Linked DNA regions of Triticum aestivum: region 2 is linked to region 1. The links are chromatin contacts, called in public Hi-C maps. All regions are on one chromosome and are shown on one strand. The core of a region is the stretch at or near the end of the contact, and the rest is flanking DNA. Distances in the headings are between cores, read along the strand shown.

Evidence for each region. A called contact is a pair of places that touch in the nucleus more often than the background predicts.
Region 2: a Hi-C map of leaf shows a contact between it and region 1, with 4 times the contacts expected there. The contact joins the promoter of LOC123053218 here to the promoter of LOC123053217 in region 1. A contact is called at or near these places in 2 of 5 Hi-C or Micro-C datasets (both in leaf).

Annotation. Positions count from the first base shown.
Region 1 is chr2D:374,091,732-374,096,694 of IWGSC CS RefSeq v2.1, forward strand. LOC123053217 (AF4/FMR2 family member lilli) reads right to left here and starts at 2,038. Exons shown (of 1, transcript XM_044476656.1): 1 at 273-2,038. The coding sequence starts at 1,751. The coding sequence ends at 642.
Region 2 is chr2D:374,319,007-374,324,206 of IWGSC CS RefSeq v2.1, forward strand. It overlaps LOC123053218, which reads left to right and starts at 2,881. Exons shown (of 7, transcript XM_044476657.1): 1 at 2,881-3,695; 2 at 3,786-3,933; 3 at 4,165-4,218; 4 at 4,313-4,404. The coding sequence starts at 2,998.

The sequences.
Region 1 (4,963 bases), core at 788-3,287:
AAATGAACTACGTGTGTTTATTTTTACGTTGCGTTGCGTGTGTTTATTTTACATTGCATGTTTATTTATATCGCTGCGTGTGTTTGTTTTACATTGCATGAGAGTATGAATTTAAGGATTTGCTACGAGGAAGACGGTTGTAGACGTGGACATTTGAGATTTGAGGGGCAACTCACTTTTGACGGGTCCGGTTGTAGATGCTTTAACAGGCCACCCGTAGTATAGTGTGGTAGTAGGATCATGAAAAATGAATCAAGGCACACAAGAACAAGTACAGAACTGATGGACAAATTGCCAAATTTCTCCTTTTCAATTCAATGCTCATGTCCCGTCTCCAACACACGAATGAACTCAACATAAAACATCTCTATTTCCACCACGGGCACCACAGGAGAAAATCTCGAATTGGAACAGAATTACAAAATGAAAGGCAAGCTAGAGCTTAATCTGCGGCCCATTCCATCCTTCACCTTAGGAGCAGCTTCTCAGGACTCGAATGGGCATATACCAGAACCAAGAACAGGAGTAATTTTCATACTAGTAGAAGCAGCAGTAGTACGTAGTATAGTTCGAGAAGAAGAGCGATGATTTGATAACCGGCCATTGATCGCGGAGCGCGCAGCTGCAATCCAACGACGAGGCTAACTCGTCGCCACCGTCGCGGATGCCGACATGATGGTCTTGCTGGACGTGGAGCTCGTCGGCCTCAGCGCCCTCATGGGGCTCGCCAGCGCCCACGCCCAGCCCCGGTGGCTCCGTGTGCCAGAAACCCTCGCGTTGCCGCTGGCGCCGGCGCCGCTCCCGGCGTTGGGCGCGGAGAGCCAGTAGGAGGACGAGGCCGGGGGCGCGGCGCCGATGCCGCCGAAGAACCCGGCGCACTTGATCCTGTGCTGCTGCGTGTACTCGTAGTCCTCGTCGCCGTCGCCGGCGTCGCGGGCGCGGCCAAGGTGGCCGAGCGCGCTTCCCTTGGGCTTGGGCTCGCGGTGGGACTCAACGCGCCGGAGCGCGCAGTCGCCGAAGCCGGTGGAGAGGCGCTCCAAGAAGTCCCCCGAGAAGCTGCGGCTGCCGCAGCCCACGGAGCGCGAGCGCGCCACCTTTCTCCCGAACGACGAGGACGACGATCCCTCGCTGCGGCGGCCGGGGCTCTCGGGCTCCTCGATCGCCTCCAGCCTCCGCCCCAGCGACGCTGACGTCGCCGAAGCCACCGACACCGACTTCCTCCTCGCCGACGCGGCGCCTTCCCCACTGGCCAGAGACGACGACCCGCTCCGGTGGCCGCTGGACGAGGAGGAGGGGTAGAGGAAAGACCAGAAGCTCTTCTTGCGGGGGCTGTCAGCGGTGATCCCCGACGACAGCGGCGGCTCCTCCGGCCGCGGCGCCACGGACTTGCTCCTCCTGAGCCCGCTGGCCACCGGGGCGGGCGCCGAGGACGAGGTCTTGCCCTTGTGCGGAGGGATCGCCATGGCAGAGGCGGTGGAAGAATAAAGATTCTCAGTGGCGAGCCTGTTGGGCGGAGGGGTGGTCGGGGTGAGGGAGGAAGGCGGCGGGTGAAAGGGGCTGGACTTGGAGGAGGAGACCAGCATGCCAAGCTTCTCCTGCAGGCAGAAGGCGCAGATGCCACTGCCGGCAGCCACCCCCGCGGCCGCCGCGGCGCCCGGCGGGTAGGGGTGCTCGCTGCAGTACGCCACTTCTTGATCCACCGCAAGTACCGCCGCCGGGGCCGCCACCGTCTCCGGCGCTTTCTCCTCCATGCTCGCTCTCCTCGCGCTCTTGGTAATGCTGTGCCGGATCTGGGACGCGAGCAGAGCGGCTCAGTTGCTCTCTTGATGGCGATCTGCCGCGGCGGCCGGTCCGAAGGTGGAGGCGCGCGGATGGGAGGGGGGAGCTTGGGGGATGGAGAGGGGCACGAGCGCGCAAGCGGATGCGGATGCGGTGGCAGAGGAGAGCATCGATGGGAGGAGCGGAGTGGCAGGGGGCGGCGTGGGGGTGCGCCTTATTTTAGCGCCACTCCCGCCTGCGTCTTTTTGTCCGGTTCGTGCGGCCCTAGCCGTGACAAGGCTCGGTCATCGCATCGCACGTACTAGAAGAAGAGAAAAAAAACAAGGCTGGGTCAGGGCGGGCACGTGGGGGTGGGCAACCCTCTGCGACCGCGCGCGTGGCTCCACTCCACTTGATGCGCGCTCTGTCTCTCTGGAGTATAGTAACAACGGATCTTAAGCAGAGTGTCAAGTAAAAACAACTCGAAATTACTGGTGCCGTGCCACTGGGACGAGACAAGACCATGCGTGATTGCACGTGCGATGTACTAGTACATTTATCCTGCTTGATGAAAATTACCACTAGTGGATAATCGTGGTGCACAGTGGGAAAAGGTTTGCGTTGCGCTTCCCGCCAAAGCATATTACACGGCACGCGATGCCGAATCAGGAGCCGCGCCCCTGTTCCATTGACATTGTTCATTCATTGGTGTCGTGCGTACGTATGTTTCTGCGTTGCAGCTAGCCGCCACCGTCGTCGTCGGTCGATGCCCTTGCCTGTTTTAACCGGCAGTGATTGGTACACATATGATGGTCATGGTTTTTGTCCATGATTCCGTTTTCTAGTGCGACAGACGGTGTTTCCCCTGTTCCGAAGAGAATGTACAGCCAGCTACTCCGCCATGGTAGATCTAGCACAAACTCAGCAGCGTCCCATGCCTGCTGTTTGCAAACAGTGATCAGAGCACGACGGACGGCACATGAGGCGTGTAGTAGTTTTGTTCTTAACTCTCTCCACATCACAGCTGGTGTCTGGTGATGGTATGTAACGCGCAACAACCGGCCAAGTTGCTGTGAGTGAGGAGTGGATCGATGAACCATGTGCCAGCATGAGCATCCTAGGGTCACTCTCACTGGCTTCATTTAGAAATCTCAAGTTCAAGAGTATACTAACTCATCTCCGTAACTGACGGCAATACATTGTGACAGAGGGGCGGCTTCCTCTGATCAAGCAGATGATCTGGAATGGAAACGTCTAGTCTATCATCCTTGGTCAAACATACGCGCCTAAAGAATCTCCAGCTCGGGGGAGGGTTTTATCTCTCGGTAGCACCAGGGTGGCAGATCGATCGATCGACCAATCCCATCACTTTGGTACCTACTAGAGCACTCGTTAACATGTTCATTCAGTCTTGCATGGATGGGCATGGACGATGGGCTGTTGGAGGCCGCGAGTAATTTGCGGTCGGCACGCCGCAACCGCAAATCCATGCCATGGCACGACGCGCGCACATGGCTCCGCACGGCGTCCATCCATGCTCCGCCTGTTCGCATCAAATGCACCTGTACCTTGTACACATCGCCTGCATTTTATACTTGGTGAGGATGGGTGCTACGCGCGGATCTGATTGAAGCGGCCCATGGCTCCATGCACATCGGGGGAGGCACCCGTTTGATGGACTTGTCGTTACCGCCGGGGGAGTACCTCCACTACCTGCTGCCGCGGCGGCACCGCACCGGCGTACGTGCACTCATCATGCCTGCTGGGCTTGCACTTGCACTTGCACGCACGCGGGAGCCCGCCGTGCGTCCACTCTTCCCGGTGCGGTCAGCTCCTGCAAACATTTTTGTGGATCTTGGCAGGGATCTTGCATGCATGGCTCCGCTCCAGGTGACAACAGCGTAAAAGTAAGCAGCAGGAGTGCAGGATGGCAGGTAGCAATTTGAATTCAATTCAATTCAATTCAATCCAGTGGTCTGCTCTGACATATGGATAACCAGCAATCATAATCTTTCCCTTTAGAGTACAAGAGAAAAATAGTGATGAATAACCCGCCTGCTTACGATTGAGCACCGGCAATTGTTGCGTTATACAAGGGCATGTATAGCTGGACTCCGCAAATTTAGCCCCTCAAATGTCCGCGAACAAATTTGATCAATGTTTGGACATGTCCATTTTAAACCTTTGTTTGTCTGTGCACGACTTTTCTCCCTATATGTCCAGCCATATGCATCTTTTGGTGCGATGGAGGGAGAAAAAGAAAGAGAAAATATTGTCTGCGGTGGGCCAATCCTATGTGGCACATTGATTGGACACGCCCGGTCATCCCATATCAGCTGGGTACGATGGTTACATATTTCGTCTATGGAGTGCCATTCACCAAACAGGAACAATTTTCAAGTTGTTACGTTTCACTATTAACATTTGATTGGATTTAAAACGTCATTACAAGTGTGTAGCTTAAGTTGGAAAGTACTCCCTCCGTAAACTAATATAAGAGCGTTTAGAATACTAAAATAGTGATCTAAACGCTCTTATATTAGTTTACAGAGGGAGTATATCTGCAGTTGTGATAAAAAAATTTAATGTTATTTGACACATCAACTGAAAGGTTTTTCGATGATTAGTTCGACCCAAGTGAGGTTTCCCACTTGATTGTACACTTAAATTATTACTAAACCTGCTTCCAATTTAGTATGCATAGCACCGCTATAAATTTGATTTTCCAATGGGCAATCTTGTCTTATCTATCATTGATTGAAGAAGGATTTGCATCTGAACCGTATCATTGACATTTCTCAGTTGCATATTTTTTTGCTGTTTATGTGGATTCCTGGTATCTGTTGATGTAAATGCGCTATGAACTAGTGTGAGTTTGCCCTTACATGTACCCCCGATTCGCATCAATACTAATTCTACCAAGTGCATACTGAAATACTCCTTTAGTGATCTAAAACGTCTTATATTTGTTTACAGATGAAGTATGTAACTACTGTATTTCGGGAGAAGGTGCAGATACAACTGATTTTTTTCACTGGTCAAGACGTCTCGACTGTTGTCACAAGAGATTTAAATCTTACAAACACAATAATGCTGTTACTTTATTAAATGGCGGTCAGTTTGAACATGGACCTGCTATCTAACACTTTGTTTAGTGTAAATAATACAAATAAGAGTACTAACACTTGTATTCTGCCAACTGTAT
Region 2 (5,200 bases), core at 1,631-4,130, 230 kb after region 1:
ACCAGGGCGCGCCCAGGTGGCTCGTGGGGCCCACGTGGCTCCGTTTGACCTAACTCCGCCTCTATAAATTCTCTAAAATCGGGAAACCAACAGAGAGCCAGCCAAAATACTTTTCCCACAGCCGCAAGTTCCTGCTCTCGTAAGATCCCATCTGGAGGCCTTTTCTGACACTCTGTCGGAGGGGGATTCAATCACGAAGGGGATCTACATCAACCTTGCTGCCCTTCTGATGATGTGTGAGTAGTTTACTACAGACCTACGGATCCATAGTTGGTAGATAGATGGCTCTCTCTCTGTTTTTGATCTTCAATACAATGTTCTCCTCGATGTTCTTAGAGTTCTATTTGACGTAATCACCTTTTGCGGTGTGTTAATTGGGATCCGATGAATTGTGAGTTTATGATCAGATTATCCATGAATATATTGTGTTTTCTCGGAACTCTTTTATGCATGATTGTTATAGCTTCGTATTTCTCTCCAATCTATTGATTTAGTTTGGCCAACTAGATTGATTTATCTTGCAATGAGAGAGGTGCTTTGTAATGGGTTTGATTTTGCAGTGCTCAATCCCAGTTACAGAAGGGGACATGGCACGTATTTGTATCGCTGTTATTAAGGATAAAAAGATGGGGTTTATTCATGTGTGAGTTTACTTTATCTACATCATGTCATCTTGTTTAAGGCGTTACTCCGTTCTTTATGAACTTAATACTATAGACGTAATAGTAGTAGATGCAAGTAAGAGTCGGTCTACTTGTCTCGGACGTGATGCCTATATAAATGATCATTGCCTTGGATATCGCCATGATTATTTGCTTTCCTATCAATTGTCCAACAGTAATTTGTTTACCCACCGTATGCTATTTTCAAGAGACAAGCCTCTAGTGAAAACTATGGCCCTCGGGTCTACTTTTATCATATATTAAATCTTAAAAATACTTTGCTGCAATTTTACTTTATTTATTTTATTTTGTATTTTTGTTTGATTTATCTATCAATTACTACACAATTTAATCTTGCGCATAGCTGCCGAGGGATTGACAACCCCTTGTTCTCGTTGGGTTGTAAGGATTTGTTATTTGTGTGCAGGTGTTGCGTGGTTTTCCTACTGGATTTATAACATTGGTTTTTAACTGAGGGAAATACTTATCTCTATTGTACTGCATCATCCTCTCCTCTTCGGGGAAATCCCAACACAGTTCACAGGTAGCATGCTACCAATGAGTTCAAAGCATTAAACTAGCACCCTAGCATCCTACGGGAGTGCACATGCTCAGATTTACATGTCATGACCAGATCTACTATATAGTATCATCGAACCTGAACTGGAAAACAACATGAACGTCATAGAATCGGACTACCAAACCCTACTGTTCTAGCGATTCATCATCACTATCTACCACAACATCACATAGTCACAGATCGACACTCTGCAATGCTACTAGTTCTCATAAATCTATCCTTAGCACATGCTCACAAATCAAAGTTACAATGAATAGGGAAGGGCTGATAGAACTTACATCCATCAGGGAGCAGGGAGTTGACGAGAAAGTCGTCGAAGAAGAGAAGAATGAGAAGTGCTGTCGTCTAGTGCCGATCGAAGAAGATGCACCGCTTACCTGTTGGTCGTCGACGAAATCGCCCGGGACGGAGAGCGCGCAGAGGGAAATGGTGGCGGGGAAATCAGATGTGATCCGATGGGAGCCAAATAGGGCGTCTAATTCGGCGGGAGCTGGCCTAATTCTTCCAGCCGCTTTTTCGCGCACGCGCGTGAGCTCACACCATCCCCTCCTCGCATCAGCTCGACGCGTCGTTCCTCTCCTCTGCACACTGCGAGCCTGGATGGGAGAAAACAGTCGATTCGGCCGTTCCGGCTGGGCCTAGCTCAGAGGTGTTTTAATAAGCATGCAATGCGGGCCAAACAGTGAAAACGGGAAACCAAACGGGCCAAATTTGCATCCACCAAGCTTAGTTGAGCCTAATGAAGATAACCAAACACATCATTAGTGTGCCCGATTTGGGGTACGCCGATTGAAGATGCCCTGAGTGGAGTTGTGCACCAAAACAAATAAAAGAAAGCAAAGCAAAGAAATATTATCTTCTTCTCGGCTTATTGGCCCCCTCGTATTTTTTGCCAAATGTTGACCGTATGTAAACTATCAAAATATAAATTATATGATACAGTAAGTATATTATTGGATTTGTATTTGGAATAGGTTTTCGATAGTATAATTTTTGTGACTTATAGTTTACATTTTATTAGAAATTAATAGTAAATTTTTAGCATAAAATAAGAAGGGCCCCACAAATACCTGACGGAGGTAGTACAAAATAAGAACTGACTGCATATGTACTCCCTTTGTGCTTGAAAAAGTGTACTTTCAACTTTGTTGAAAAATTAAACTTTTTTATATCTGACCATATTTATACAATAATACACCAACGTTTATGCCATCAAATTAGTAGCATTAAATTCATAATAAAATATATTTTCAGCATATACCTATTTGGTTTCACAAACATTGATATATTTTTGCACAAACTCGGTCAAACTTTAAGATAGTTTGACTCTGCAATAAAGTTGAAAACACACTCTTTGAAGGACGGAGGGAGTAGGTGTTTTCCTTTTTGCAATAGGAGTAGATTTTTGGGTCTTTCGGACCAGCTCAAATTTCAAACTTCAAACGGGCCTGATGAAACGGTACTTCAGTCTGCCTGCCACTCACAGTGATCGCATTGGACCGACCTGTGTGGGTCCGCTTCGCTTTTTTCCGGGAAGAAGGGGCCCACTCCGCGGCAACGTGTAACGCGGCAAGGTCACGGAGCCGTGAGCGAGCCGTAACGGTTCCGTGGGTCGCGCCCGTTCCCCATCACCATAACCTGCGTACCACCGGCACCCACCCCCAGCGGCCAGCGAGCGGGGGTAACGTCGTCACCCTAACGCCGCCGCCGTGGCCGGGAGCGGAGCCCGCGGCGCAGCCCTAACGCCGCCACCCCATGGCCTCCTGCGACGACGACTTCGGCCTCCTCGGTGACGACGCCCACCCCGCTCCCCAGCCTTCCGCCCAGCCGGCCCCGCCGCAGCAGGCCCAGGGCTTCTGCTTCGTCGAAGCCCCGGCCGCGGGCTCCGGCGCCGGCCCCGGCCCCTTCGCGCCGGCCCGGGAGGAGGGCAACCACAGCTCCGACCGCGGGAAGGCGTCGCACCACACCAAGCGGCGGAGGGACCGCGCGGAGGAGTTCAGCGATGGGGGCGAGTACTGCTCCTACATCAGCGGCGGGGGGAGGAAGGGCCGTGGCGGCGCCGTCTCGTCGGACTACCGGAAGGATCGGGAGGAGTGGACGGACGGCGCCATCAGCAGCCTCCTCGACGCATACATGGACCGGTTCGAGCAGCTCAACCGAGGGAATCTCCGGGGGCGGGACTGGGAGGACGTCGCCGCTGCCGTTACCGACGGGCAAGGCAAGAGCAGCGGGGGCAAGAGCGTGGAGCAGTGTAAGAATAAGATCGACAACCTCAAGAAGCGGTACAAGGTAGAGTGCCAACGCATCGCCGGCTCCGCCTCGGCCAGCCTCTGGCCCTGGTACAAGCAAATGGAGCAGATTATGGGCAACTCCCCATCGCCCGGCACCCCCAAGCCGCCGGCGGCCACCAACGACGACAAGCCGCGGCAACAGCAGCAGCACAGCAACAAGAGGTGGCTCATTTTTACATCTTTGCTCTCATTTGTTTGGGGATCTAATGGTCGAGAGTCTAGAGATGAGCTGATGCTTATCTTTGCTTGCAGGTACCCTTCTTCCGGCACTGGCCACACTACCACCATGGTTCCTTATTCCAGATCGACTCCTCTCTCGAATCCGAAATGGAAAAGGGTACTTCTGAAGATTGGGGGGACTGCATTGGCTGGAGAAGCTCCTCATAATGTTGACCCTAAGGTAGTACTCCCTCCGTTTCCTAATACAAGACCTTTTAGGTTTTTCTTGACTCATATGTATCTAGACACATTTTAGTATGTGTGTTCACTCATTTTAGTATGTATGTAGTCGATATGTTGAAATAGCTAAAAGGTCTTATATCAGGGAACGGAGGAAGTATTTGTTAGATATGCGCAGATCTTGTTCATTGCTCTCCTGAATTTTTCACACAGAGCCTTGTGACCTTGCCAGGTGATCATGCTGATTGCCAGAGAAGTTCAAGTGGCATGCCGCCATGGTGTTGAGGTAAATAGAATACATTCATTCTACTATTCTAGACATACATTTTGTAAATATCAAGCGATACAGGCCAAGCTAATATTGCATTTTGTCCAATCAGGTGGCTATTCTCATGGGAGGCCGGAATGTATTCTGCGCTGACTCTTGGGTTGCTGCCACTGGCACTGATAGAGCTTCAACGCATCCAATTGGGTAATTATCTCGGAATCATGTCATTGTTAGCTTTCTCAAATCTAAAAGAGTTAGGCTGCTTGCATACCAAGATGAGAAACAGAGTAGTATATGGAGCCAGCTATATTAGGGTAATTATGTTAGAATTAAGCCGGATGATAGCTTTTCCTTGGGTTTTGTTCCAGTGCACAGATTGGTTGAGGCTGGTCCAATCTGTGTGTCAATAAAACTACTTTGGAACTATTCTTCACATGCTCGTTTTAATGTATCATGGATTTGCAACCAGGCATATATATTGCAAGTGCCAGTATGAATTATACATTACACTGAAGCTACAAATGTTTACTGACATAGCCAGAGCCTCAGTGACTCACCAAGCTTAAGAACTGGAAGTAGTTGTTTTAGTTTAAAGTATATTTATTATTACGTTGTATAGAGTTTTGCTTCAGCAATCCCCCCTAAAAGTATGCATGAATCTTGAAATTAATTAAAAAGGGTATTCTCGTACAGTCACGATCAACTAACTCTAACCCGTATTCCCCCAATGGATCAAACAAGATATCAGAACAATCTAAACTCCACCTTTAATCCGCGTCGAAATCTGTAAACTTTTCGGGGGGAGGGGGCGGTACCAAACAGTCCTCTCTGGTAGGTGATCCTGAGCAAGCTGCCAGGCTAGGTTAGACCTTTTATCCCATTATTTTTTTAAGTTGGGCAATTTCATGTGCCGCTGATCCCAAATAATATATATGAGAATTGTGGTTTGCTCTTTTGATCTTTACTACGTATAATCCTTAGCTGTAGACTGACAACTACG